Regions from separate parts of the Anser cygnoides genome. Here region 1 is linked to region 2. A link is a contact called in public Hi-C data. All regions are on one chromosome and are shown on one strand. Each heading gives the region's core, a stretch centred on a gene start, on an enhancer-like site or on the middle of the called end of the contact. The rest is flanking DNA. Distances are from core to core; before and after follow the strand shown.

What was found. Hi-C and Micro-C count contacts between places; a contact is called where the count stands out from the background.
Region 1: a contact with region 2 is called in a Hi-C map of liver, with 2.9 times the contacts expected there. The contact joins the enhancer-like site here to the promoter of LOC106033059 in region 2. A contact is called at or near these places in 2 of 7 Hi-C or Micro-C datasets (both in liver).

The regions. Positions count from the first base shown.
Region 1 is chr8:23,588,430-23,593,903 of Taihu_goose_T2T_genome, forward strand. The region is part of intron 1 of ZSWIM5 (zinc finger SWIM-type containing 5); the gene reads right to left. Among named protein-coding and RNA genes, the nearest start is that of UROD, 45 kb to the left of the region's middle. Within about 2 kb of position 3,957, at least 2 of the 3 cell types and tissues checked have open chromatin away from gene starts, as enhancers often do. A contact at or near this core is called in liver, where this site is marked.
Region 2 is chr8:23,543,447-23,549,398 of Taihu_goose_T2T_genome, forward strand. LOC106033059 (E3 ubiquitin-protein ligase HECTD3) reads right to left here and starts at 3,466. Exons shown (of 21, transcript XM_067001874.1): 1 at 3,035-3,466; 2 at 2,196-2,356; 3 at 1,430-1,522; 4 at 999-1,134; 5 at 424-539; 6 at 34-147. The coding sequence starts at 3,364. UROD (uroporphyrinogen decarboxylase) reads left to right here and starts at 2,658. Exons shown (of 10, transcript XM_013176369.3): 1 at 2,658-2,722; 2 at 4,694-4,806; 3 at 4,891-4,970; 4 at 5,206-5,268; 5 at 5,354-5,551; 6 at 5,789-5,950. The coding sequence starts at 2,673.

The DNA of each region.
Region 1 (5,474 bases), core at 2,707-5,206, 45 kb after region 2:
TTTGCAGCGTCTTTAGGATGCACATCCCCCCCCCCCCAAGCCCTCTCACGAGAAGCAGATTCCTGTGGGGTGATTTTAAGCCCCTCGACGCCACGCTTGCTCCTGGCAGATCCCCACAAACCACCCGTCCTGGTCACCCACGTTGTCCCCAGCACCTCCCAGCCCTATGTCAGGAGCCCTGTGCTTTAGAGAGCTCAAAATGGAAAAGCTTCCCCAAAGGACCCATGGCAAAGCATCAGCTTGCCTATTTTTCAGGTTCAGGATGCCTCCACAGCTTAGCAGCCTTCGGAAACCCAAATGGCCACAAAAAGTGATAACAAGCGAAACGCGAGCCATCGCCGCCTCGGGTTGGAAGCGGTTCACAGGCTGCCTCTCTACAACTCGTGGTTCTGATTAAAAACTTAACAGATTTTTTGCTGGAAAGACATTGTTATTCAATACACAAGCTAGACTGCAGGCTCCTTCGTTTGCTTTTGGTGCAGTGCAAACATCTAAAATGACACCGCATAATGACAAGATCTGTCATCGGGACGGCTGGTGCTACATTATAAAGAAAGGAGGCGCAGACACATAACGAAGGAAAGATCCCTTTGCCCTCTCTGGAATTTGTCAAAATTAAAACAAAAGGAAACCTACGCTGCGCAGTTAGCACTAAATACACGGAACCAAAGGGAAAACTGTGAAGCGAGACAGTTCACGGTGGTTTTCTGCCCTTATGTGACACGAAGTCCTTTTGGTGTCAGATGCAGAGCCTCAGACTCCCCTAACCACATATGTGTTTTAATAATTAAGCCCCTTTATGAAGGGAAAGGGGAAAGAAGAAAGGGGAAAGGGGCAGAAATCCTGCAGCACCCCTAGCCAGCTACCTGCCAAAACCCAGTGTCGAAGTCCCCCTGCGCTGAGCCCCTGCCCCAGCTCCCTCCGAGGGCCACTCGGCCCCAGCCCCCGCCGCGCACGCCCCACGGTTATCAGTGGATTTATCTCGATTTGGAATTGGAAGCAACCAAAAGGCAGTGAGCTCAGCATCACAGGACAGAAATGAAGTAAAAAGCAAAACCAGATGAGCGGCTCGGGAGAGCCCTGCTTCTCTCTTCCCTTTGAAAAGGGAAGCCAGTAATTTGAGACAGCGCCGTTCACAGGAGTTTTACCCACAATCTCTGCAAAGGGCTTTAGGAATTGTCCTGATCAGCATTAGAGGGTGCTCGCAGCTGGGGACATGTGGCTGGGAGGGACATCTCCCGCAGACCCACAGGGAGGGAGGCACACGGGCACTGAGCCTCAGGGAGAGGGCGAGGTGTTGGGGTTCGAGAACCACAACCGGGCACATTGGTGGGGTTCTTGGGTCCCTAAGTCACTTTTCCTGGCCGAACACAGCGCCTGGCTGCAAGCTCCACAGCCATGACAGGAGGACACGGTGCCGGGAAGGCCGCCACACACGGTGGGATCCCACCGGAGCGCGGATCCCTGTAGGCCGGGCCGGTCTCGCCCCGATGGCGCTCGCCATTTTTGCTGCTGTTGCTTAGCGACGAGGACAGCTCGCTGCACTGACGCGCCAGGCGTGTTAAATGCCCTCGCACTTTTGTTTTCGCAGGCGAGGAGCAGGCAGGAGATAAAACAAAAGAGGCCATTTTCTCCCTCCGCGAGGTGCCATCTCGGCAGCTGCGGGAGGATGCAAGCACCCCTCAGGATGCCAGCCCCAACGCGTGCTATGGAGCGACGACGACTGAAGGATTTGGGGTAAAAAAAGGCCCAACGCGTGCTCCCCAATAGCCGGGAGCAATGAGGATGCTGCAGGCGAGCTGTGGGTCCAGACAGCTGCAGGGGATGAATCCCCACCCTCCTCCTGGGCTAGCACTGCTCTAGGCTCACGCTGGACACTGACCTGATGCAGGCAGGGCCTGGCTCCGATATCACCCACACGCGGAGCAGGTGAATGGCAAGACCCAGGCAACCTCCAAACCTAGCACAGCTCCAGCTGGCTCCTGAAGGAAGCAGCAATGGGTTTCTGGCGTAAAAGGAGGGCTGAGACCTGCCAGCACCAGCATGACGATGATGCTCGTCTGGAAGATGTTCATCTGGGGTCACCTTGCATTGCTCAGGGAGGATGTGCCTATCCATTCATGCCAGACTAACTTCAAGCTAAAGGAGCACAGCATCCAGCCAAGAGCCCTGAGCCAGACCAGCTAAATCCTTCCACCGTGCAAACAGCTGCGAGTGTCCTTGCGCAGAGACCTACTTGCAAGACTTCACACCGCATGCTTGTGCGCACAGGGAATTGTCACATTTTACCGGCTGACATCTATGCGCCTGCCTCAACGGCAAACAGACCCTGCGACAAACTCTCTGGAGCGCACGGGGCATGGGAGTATTTGCCTGCTTTTGGAGGTTTTCCATCTCAATGCAAGCAAAGGAAGCCAGGAGTTGCAGGGAACAGCCCCTCCTCACCTGCTTTTATCCAGTCCTTGGGTGTCTCTGGCGTTCTCCTGGCCCAGGGGAGGACAGGACCAAGAGGACACATCTGCTCACACGGCTGCCCATCCTCACTGAGCTCGCTTGTTTCTCCCCACCTCCCTCGGGGCATTACACCCAGTAACAATAGCACAGAGCTGCTGCAAAACAGTGCAAAGCTTCAATCTGAGCAAAGCTTCAATCCCAGAGCATGCCCAAGACAACCAGCAGACGCCAAATTAAAATGATTCCAGTCCTCAGCAGCCTCCCTCTCTCTCTCTAAAGAGCAATTGCTATTATTAATTTGCTTTCTCCAGATAAACAAGAAATTTATTAAAATCTGAAATAGACTGGGAGCGTGTGGGGCAGCAGAGGGACAGGAGGTTGCCACTTGTCTTTAAAAAAGAAATACTTCTACGCTGGATTACGCTTTCCACTTGCTGGCTCCCCAGGAACCTATTTCCACATCGTGCGTTTCCTCTGCAGGAGATGGAAACGTCACAAGCTCCAGAGGCAGCTCGAGGGCTCGTCCATCTTCGAGAGGAGGATGCACCAAATTTGGGACCCAACAGGTGAAATGTATATAGAAATAGAAATTTAGTAATAAAAATTAAGTGCATCTCAGTGATGAACGCATCACTGAACACATCTGAAAACGCAGTCTACGGGCTGCTGTCACAGATCATGATCTTGACATCTTACAGAGGAGGCGTATTTTTTGGTTTAAATCAATTCAGCTCCTTGTTTCAGGAAGCCACTCCATTAAACCTAGAGACGAATTCATCGTGGACAAAGAGACCCACACTTGTGGAGAGCTGAAAGCAGATCCTCCCACCCCATCCAGCCAACAAGAAGGTGATCCTCACGGCAGGTGGAACCACCTAACTGGTGGCATGAAACTTCAGCACAGCTTCCTACATCATCCGTGGTGAGGAGAGGTGGTTTGAAGCAGGATGAGCAGCAGTTCCCACCACGCTCACGAAGTGGGTTTGCAAAGGATCTTACAGTCATGTAACAGCCGCTCCAACAGCCTTGCTTTCATACATCCCCCCTTGTTACTCCAGCCATAAAGAAAGGATTAAAAATGGCTGCTGCTAGCACAATGCAAGTTATCAGTCTTATCAGTACGTCGAGCCAAAGCAGAAGCAAATTACATTCACCATATACTCAGCATTTGTGCGGTAGGAGTGTTTGGGAGATAGGAGAAAAAAACACGCAGCAGATAATCTGGACACCTAAAATACAAGCAGTGAGTTCACAGTCACGGCTACCTTCAGTCCTGGTGGTTTCCTATAGATCAACCTGCCTTTTAAATGAGTGACAGTACTGAGAGAACCTCTGGACAATCGTAATCCTACTCCACAGAGACCTCTAGGATGCAATAAAGCCCTCATCCTCCTGTCTTCTCCTCAACAGAGGTATGGAAACCCACTCCAGCACCCTCAGCATTTCCAATCACATAACCAGTGAGAAGTTCAACTTCGAGAGATCTAGACCACCAAGAGTTTCACTGGATTTAGGCAATTGGTATGAAGTGTGTTGGATGCGATGCCATCAGACCCATGAGTCTGAATAAACTAAACTGAAAAGAAATTAAAGCCAAAAGCACTGTGGGCTGCAAGCTTTACATGATCTTGAAGGCAGAGGCTGCTGAACCCATTACTTCCACTTCAGACATCAATTAAACTCACCTTTAAATTTTCAGCAGCCCGCATCTGTGCTGCCTGGCTATTGAAGCCAGCCAGTAACACTTTTGCACGTTCACTTTGTCTGGTGCCAACAGATCCATCTGCCTCAAATACAGGAGATCTCTTTTTAACACTCAAAAGCTAATGAAAAAAATCCCCTCTGGTGAAAGGACAACACTGGATCAGAGAAGTTTTATTAGCCCTTAACCATGCAAAGTTGGAAGCTCATCCCCTGTTTAATTCTAATACTCTGACTCTGTTAAACATTAACTGTATAAATAATCAAATACTTCACATGACAGAGCCATACTTCCAATCTGGGGCCAATAACCCAGAGGGTAATGAAGGGTGTAGTCTTCTGGGCTCAAGGATTTCCAGCGCTCTCCAAACACCAGAACAAAGGCTTTCCCTTCCCCCTCCACGGGCTTCAAAGCAAAAGCTTTGATTCACTCAGCGAGACCACATCAAGCCAGAGCACAGGCATGCGAACCTTATATATCTCATCGCACACCCTCTGCTCCAGAGACACATGTGAAACCACCAGCCATTGTGTGGTCTGAGCTCTGTCAAACCGCCCAGACCCCCTCCAAAAAAACCTTCCTCCCCATCCTCGCTGCCGCACGGGATGCTTGGGGACAGAGCCTCCCGCTCGCCCCCATCCACCCCCTGCCTCATGCAGTGACCTCACCCAGCTTCCACCCACCGTGGGCATGGTCCTCGACACACAGTGCCACCAAGTCCCCACCGCTTCTCCAGGACGAGCATTTTCCTGGCAAACAGCGCTTGGGTGAGACGGGAACGCGGCTCTCCAAGCGCCTGCGGTCTCACATCCAGCTCGCAGGGGCTGGATGCTCCATGCCACCAAAACCAGCTGCAGTTTCCATTGCTTTTAACAAGGATCGTGGCTGCGTGGCACCTCTGAAACTAAGCCCTTGGCTTCCTTGGGCTTCAGTTTCCCCTGAGTACAAAGCTGGCGTAACTCCCCTTCCAGGCTTCACATGGGTCTCTTAAGAAGCAGGCTGAAATTGGCGCGTTAGGAAATGACCGCGCCTTTGCAAAACACTATGGAAATAAAGATCTATAGAGGGGGAAAATAAAAAAGCCTATTTGATAGAAGTTAAAAATTAAAAGCTGCATTAAAAATATATCAGTCTGATGCTGGCTGTCCCCCTCCTCCAAGGTCAAACAAACTGAGGCGATTTTTTGGAATATGTAATCATCTAATGTCCAGGACTTTGCTGGTTTAGATTGATGCGATCACTTTAATGCTGACTGAAAAGCTTAAAGTGATTTTTGACAATCAAAGCAGCAGGAGCCAAATGGAGAAACATTCGACCC
Region 2 (5,952 bases), core at 2,216-4,715:
GCCATGCTACACTCCCCACCTCCATCCACTCACTCATCAATGCCGACATCATTCAGTTTCTTCAGATTGTCCCCCTCACCCCCGTACACAGCGACCCGCTTGGGCATGAAGTTCTCATCTGTGGTGTCAACGGTCAGCAGGAGCTTCCTGCAAAAGGAAGCATGAAATGAGAAGACAGCTCTGCAGCTCAACACCCACCACTGCTCCCCCCTCGTGGCCTGGTCCAGGCACAGGCAGACGGTGCTGGGCCCCCTGGGTACCGGTGACAATGCTGGCTAAGTGCCTTTCAAGCCCAGAGCCAGAGCAGGGGACGAGGGTCAGGGAGAGCAGGGCAACCTAGGGCTGTGACAGGCTCATGCACAGAGCAGGGGCTGCAGTGCCTGCCCCAGCTGCAAGCCAGCAGACAGAGGAGAAAAGCCTCACTTGACGATGGTGCCTTTCTTCATGTTGAGCCGCACCCAGTGCTGGCCCTGGGACCCGTCACTCTCCCAGTACGTGTCGGCATGGCTGTCGGTCAAACACGACACATTGAAGTCTTCCTGGAAAAGGGCAGTGAATGAAGGGAGGATCAGATAGGGGTAGGATTAATTTCCCTTTAGTGGCTACTTTTGACATGAATCGTAGAGCCAGAGGGCTCGTTCCCATTTGCTGGGCTGTGGGAAGACACAAGCAGTACAGAGCGCACGGGAAGCTGGGGCTGACTTGCCAGCGTACTCTGGAATCACACACAGACTGCAGAGTATGAAACTCTCCCTAAAACCAGCTTAGCAGCTAGTATTAGCATTTGCTTCTGGGATCACAGCTTGTACAGTTCCTCCAGAGGCCTCGTTACACAATACACTGTGTGACACTCCCCTCTGGAACTACGCCGTCCCTCCCATATCCTCAAACACAGACCAGACCAACTCAGAGCAGGGCGGAACACCATGCACGCTCCCTACCCCAACGGCACAGCAGGGCTGATGCAGCCTTGCTCCTTTTCCCCACACGCTACTCACCGTGTAGGATGAGACATCGATGCTGTCCACATACTGCTTGACGCTGCCCAAGTTCTCGTCCTCTTTCCCAATATGATCATACAAGAAATGCACCAGGTCTTCATCGCATTCGTAAGTCCATGTCGGGGGCACAAACCTACCAGGGCAAAGCGGTCAGCAGTCTGGAGACACAAGGACAGCAAGGCTGCAGTGACTCCTGCCAGGTGAATAGGTCAGGGAATGCAGCTCCATGTCCTGCTTGCCTTGGTCTCACCCTGCTTTCTGGTTCAGTAGTAGGAACTGTGCTGAGCCCTGCTCCCCTTTGCTTCCCCACTGCTTGTCTTCCCCCACTCCCCAGCTGACAAGAGATGGCTGTCTGAGCAGCCAGGGAGAGACGGTGGCTTGCACCCACCCACAGCTGAAGCATGCACGCACTGCGAAACAGCTCGTACCGAAGCCTCTCTACTGCGGCCTCATCCTGCTCCATGGGCTTGGGTTTCGCTCCCAGGCGCAGGGAATATGTCAGATCCACCACTTGCTCCCATCTGAAACGAGATGGAAAAGGAGTGAGAGAATCCCAAGGGAAAGGAGCAGGTGGTTGAGAAGTAGCTGGAAGGGGAAGACATGAATTTAAAGCCCCACCACACTCCTTCCTCCATCATATTAGGTCTCATCAGATGCCATTTCTGTTCAGAGCATCCTTACTTCTGCCAGTCCACACCCAGCTGTGTGGGTAACAAGCATCGTGACCAAGCAAAACTGGGTAACTCCTTATCTGGACTCCCTATTACCTCATTTTAATGTAAGAAGTGGCCAAGTGGGCTGGGGCTTTACAGTCCAGAGCAGAAAGGGCTGAGGGACAATACAACAAAATCTCAAGCAGCAGGACATAGCTGGATGAAAGCTTCACTGCTCTCTTCCATGCAAGGAAAATGAGACATCAAATGAAGACAGCAGGTTCACATTAACAAGCTGAAGACTCTAAAATACAGAGACCTAAGGTTTAACACCTCTCCAGCTCCTCACTGTGGGCAGCAAAATCTTGATTTCTTTTCTAAGTCAGGGTCTGCAGGGGGATTTTGACATTTCCTGCATGTTGCACCCTTCCAAGATGCCAGGAAAGCAAGATGCTGCATGTGTGCTTCTGAAGCCGCCCAGGGAGCCATGTCAGTTATCGTGACATACAGAGAAGAGAGGATGTGAGCCACAGCTCCGTACCTGATCACAGGTTTGTAATCAACCCCAAACAGCTGCTGCTGCCTCTGGATCCTCTCCGTGGACTCGACCGGGACCAGCCTGTCCCCTCCTTCTGCGTGCTTGCACACCAGGACCCAGCCTTCCTCCAGATCACAGCCACTCTTGTACTCTTCCAGCTGCTCCTGCATGGGAAAACGCATTCTGTTGGGATCTCCATCCCGGGCTCAACCACGGGACAGAGGCAGAGGGGAGAAGACAGGCAACGCACACCAAGATGCTGTAGACCCCAAGGGATGGGGAATCTGTCAAAGGTTTAAATAAACCCCCCGAGCCTGTCCTGCTCAGAAACACTGCCTGTGTTCAGACAGGCACCACCGTGACCCTGCTACAGCCCTGGCCACCAGAGGCGTGTTCACTGTTGCATGTAGGGCCCCGAGGTGCTGTGGCAGACCCCCCAGACGCCCTGCCCACACCCTGTTTTCCTGCAGGAGTAGGAAAATGATCCTCGGGTCGTGGCTGAGGCCTGGACCCGGGGCAGGAGGAGGGCGGTGCGTCCTGTGCCCAAAGGATCTGGGCTGCGGGGTGTGGTGTGCTGGGCTGGAGGGGGACGGGGGGGCAGCAGGAGGGAAACATGGGGGGGGGTGGGTGCCAGGGGGTGGCGGTGGGGGCGGCAGGAGGCACCCGGCGGTGACAGGGGGTGACCGGGGGCGGCCGGGGGGGGGCGGCCGGGCCCCTCCGCGGGCAGGGCAGGGCGGGGCAGGGCGGAGCGGCCTCCCGGTCCCGGAGGGGCACCCCGGGGAGGGCTCGGCGGGGATAGAGGGCGGGGGAGGCAAAGGGGGGTCCGGTGCCCTCTCCGTTACCTTGCTGAGCTTCACCCAGAGCCCGGCGCCGTTGCAGTACTCCTCGCCGGTGGCGCGGAGGCAGCCGCCCTTCCGCACCTCGATGGTGGCCCGCGCCGCCCGCTTGCCGCCCCGCGCCGGCCCCGGGCTGTCCCAGACGCTGAGCAGGCTGCGGGCGGCGGCGGCGGCGGCGGCGGCGGCGGGGTCCTTGCAGATCTTGTACTGCACCTCCCGGGGCACGTAGCACAGCGCGGCGGGCAGCGCCCGGGCGCGGCGGAAGCACTCGCTGCACTGCAGCAGGAACCGCAGCCGGCCCAGCACCTGGTGCGGAGCCTCCCCGCCCGCACGCATCGCGCTCCGGGCACCGGCCACCGGCACCGGGAGGAGGAGGGCGGGGGGGGGGGGTCGGTACTCGCGGGTTTACGGCAAACCCCGCCCGCCGCCGGGGCAAGATGGCGGCGCCCGAGGGGAGGACGGAGGCAAGATGGCGGCGCCCGTGCGGCGTACGGAGGGGCGGGGAGCGGGGCAAGATGGCGGCGTACGGACGGGGACAGGGCGGGGCAAGATGGCGGCGGCCGTGCCGGAGGCGGCGGGGCGGGGTGGTGCTAAGATGGCGGCGGCCGTGAGGCGGGGCGGGGGGCGGTGCAGGATCGAGCGGGGCGGGCCGGGAAGCGGCGCAGGATGGAGGGAGGCGAGCGGCTCGTGTGAGTAGCGGGGACCCGCGGGGCTGCCCCTGTGCCCGCTCCAGGTCCCGTGAGGGGGTCGCCGGTGTGGCCCGGGGGTCCCTTGTGGGGGACACTGGTGCGATCCAAGTGTGGAACTGGGGACACTGGTGCGTGGAGCTGGGATCCTGCACTGGGGGCTCTGGGGTTGCACTGGGGACACTGGGGTGGCACTGGGGTGATGTGGTACTGGGGACACTGGGGAGGTGTTGGTTGACCCTGGGGACAGTGCTGTGGCACTGGGGACACTGTTGTGGCACTGGGGTGGTATGACCCAGGGGACGCTGCTGTGGCACTGGGGACACTGGTGTGGCACTGGGGAGCCGATCCCGCCCTCAGATGGCTCACTGGGGACACTGGAGCGGCACGGACCCCCATGGAGGTTCTGAGCATCTGTCCCTGCGGCCCCCACCCGTCAGAGCAGGACGGTGCTGGCTGTCCCCTGCAGGGTCCCTGTCCCACCCCATGCGTGGGCAGCCTGGGCTGCAGCTCAGGAGCGGTGACAGCACCGGGAGGAGGTTGGGGACATGGGGTGACCAGCTCTGCGGGCGCCTGGAGCTCTGGGGACCCTGCCCCACGCCGCCATCCCCGTGCTGCACAGCGCAGATAGGGGCTGGGGACAGCCCGCGGCGGGGCTGCCAGTGCCCCGGGCCCTGCTGGTCCCAAATCTCCCCAGGCAGGAGCAACTGCTGCCCCTGATAACGTAATCTCACAGACCGGGGGCTGGGCATTGCCTGTCCCCAGGGAGGGCCCTGCTGTCCCCCCCAAAGAGGCCCTGGGAGGTGACAAGGAGGGAGCGTTTGTCACCATGGACCCAGCTGGGTGCAAACCCCTACCCTGCAGTCACCGGCCGGGGAGCAGGGACGAGCCACCAGCCCTGCACCTGCAGCCCCAGGGTCCTGGCGGGGCACCCGGTCCCCTCTTTGGTGCTAACACCCCTCTGCTTTTTCTCCTGCAGCCCCAAAGGCTTCCCCAAGCTGAAGAATGACACGTTCCTGCGTGCGGCGCGCGGCGAGGAGACGGAGCACACCCCGGTGTGGTGCATGCGGCAGGCAGGGCGCTACCTGCCTGGTGAGTCAGTGGCGGCGTGAGGGGTTGGGGGGCGGTGACGGGGGGGGCAGCACGCACCTTGTCACAGCTGCAGGTTCCTTGCAGAGTTTCGGGAGACCCGGGCTGCACAGGATTTCTTTGCCACTTGCCGGAGCCCCAAGTTGTGCTGTGAGCTGACGCTACAGGTGAGCGTCCCCCGGGGAGGCTGTGTGTCCACCATCCCCTCTGGAATGGGGATGGGGAGAAACCTTAGGTCTGGCCCTTACCTCCAGGTGGCCCCAGTAGGTTGTGCAGCCCAAATCTTAGCTCAGGGGTCCTTGGTTATCAGACAGGGCCCTGTCCCATCCTGGGGACCCCACTGCTGCACGTGTGTGTCCCAGCCCCTCACTCATGCTGCCTCTTCCCCTCTGCTATCCACAGCCCCTCAGACGATTCCCCCTGGATGCTGCTATCATTTTCTCTGACATCTTGGTGGTGCCTCAGGTGAGAGTCACGGCTGGTGGTGGGGAGCAGTGGCTGGGAACGGGGCTGGGTCTGGGACCGTTATTCCATTCTCCCCCGTTCCCAGGCACTGGGCATGGAGGTTGTCATGGTCCCTGGCAAAGGACCCACATTCCCAGAGCCCCTGAAGGAGGTGGAGGATCTGCTGAAACTACGGAAGAAGGTGGACGTGACCGCAGAGCTGGGTTACGTCTTCCAGGCCATCACGCTGACACGACACAGCCTGGAGGGCAAAGTGCCCCTCATCGGCTTCTCCGGGGCGCCTGTAAGTGATGAGGCTCTGCAAGGTGGGGTTCCCTGCTCTTCCCTCTGGGGTGACTCTGGTCCTGGCACCCCCAGAGCTGCAGGGACCAGCTCGTAGCCCTCCTACATGTGTAGGGGACACTAAATGCAGAGCTGCTGCTGCTGCTTAGGGGTCTGTCTTCAACACCGACCCCATTACCAGCCCCTCGCATGTTTTCCATCTTAGTCACCCTCCTCACTCCGCTCCTCTTTCCCGCAGTGGACGCTTATGTCCTACATGATTGAAGGGGGCGGCTCCACTACAATGTCCAAGGCCAAGAGCTGGCTCTACCGTCACCCTGAAGCGAGCCACCAACTGCTGCGGCTGCTGGCTGACGTTGTCACCGACTACCTGGTGGGGCAGGTGGCTGCTGGAGCGCAGGT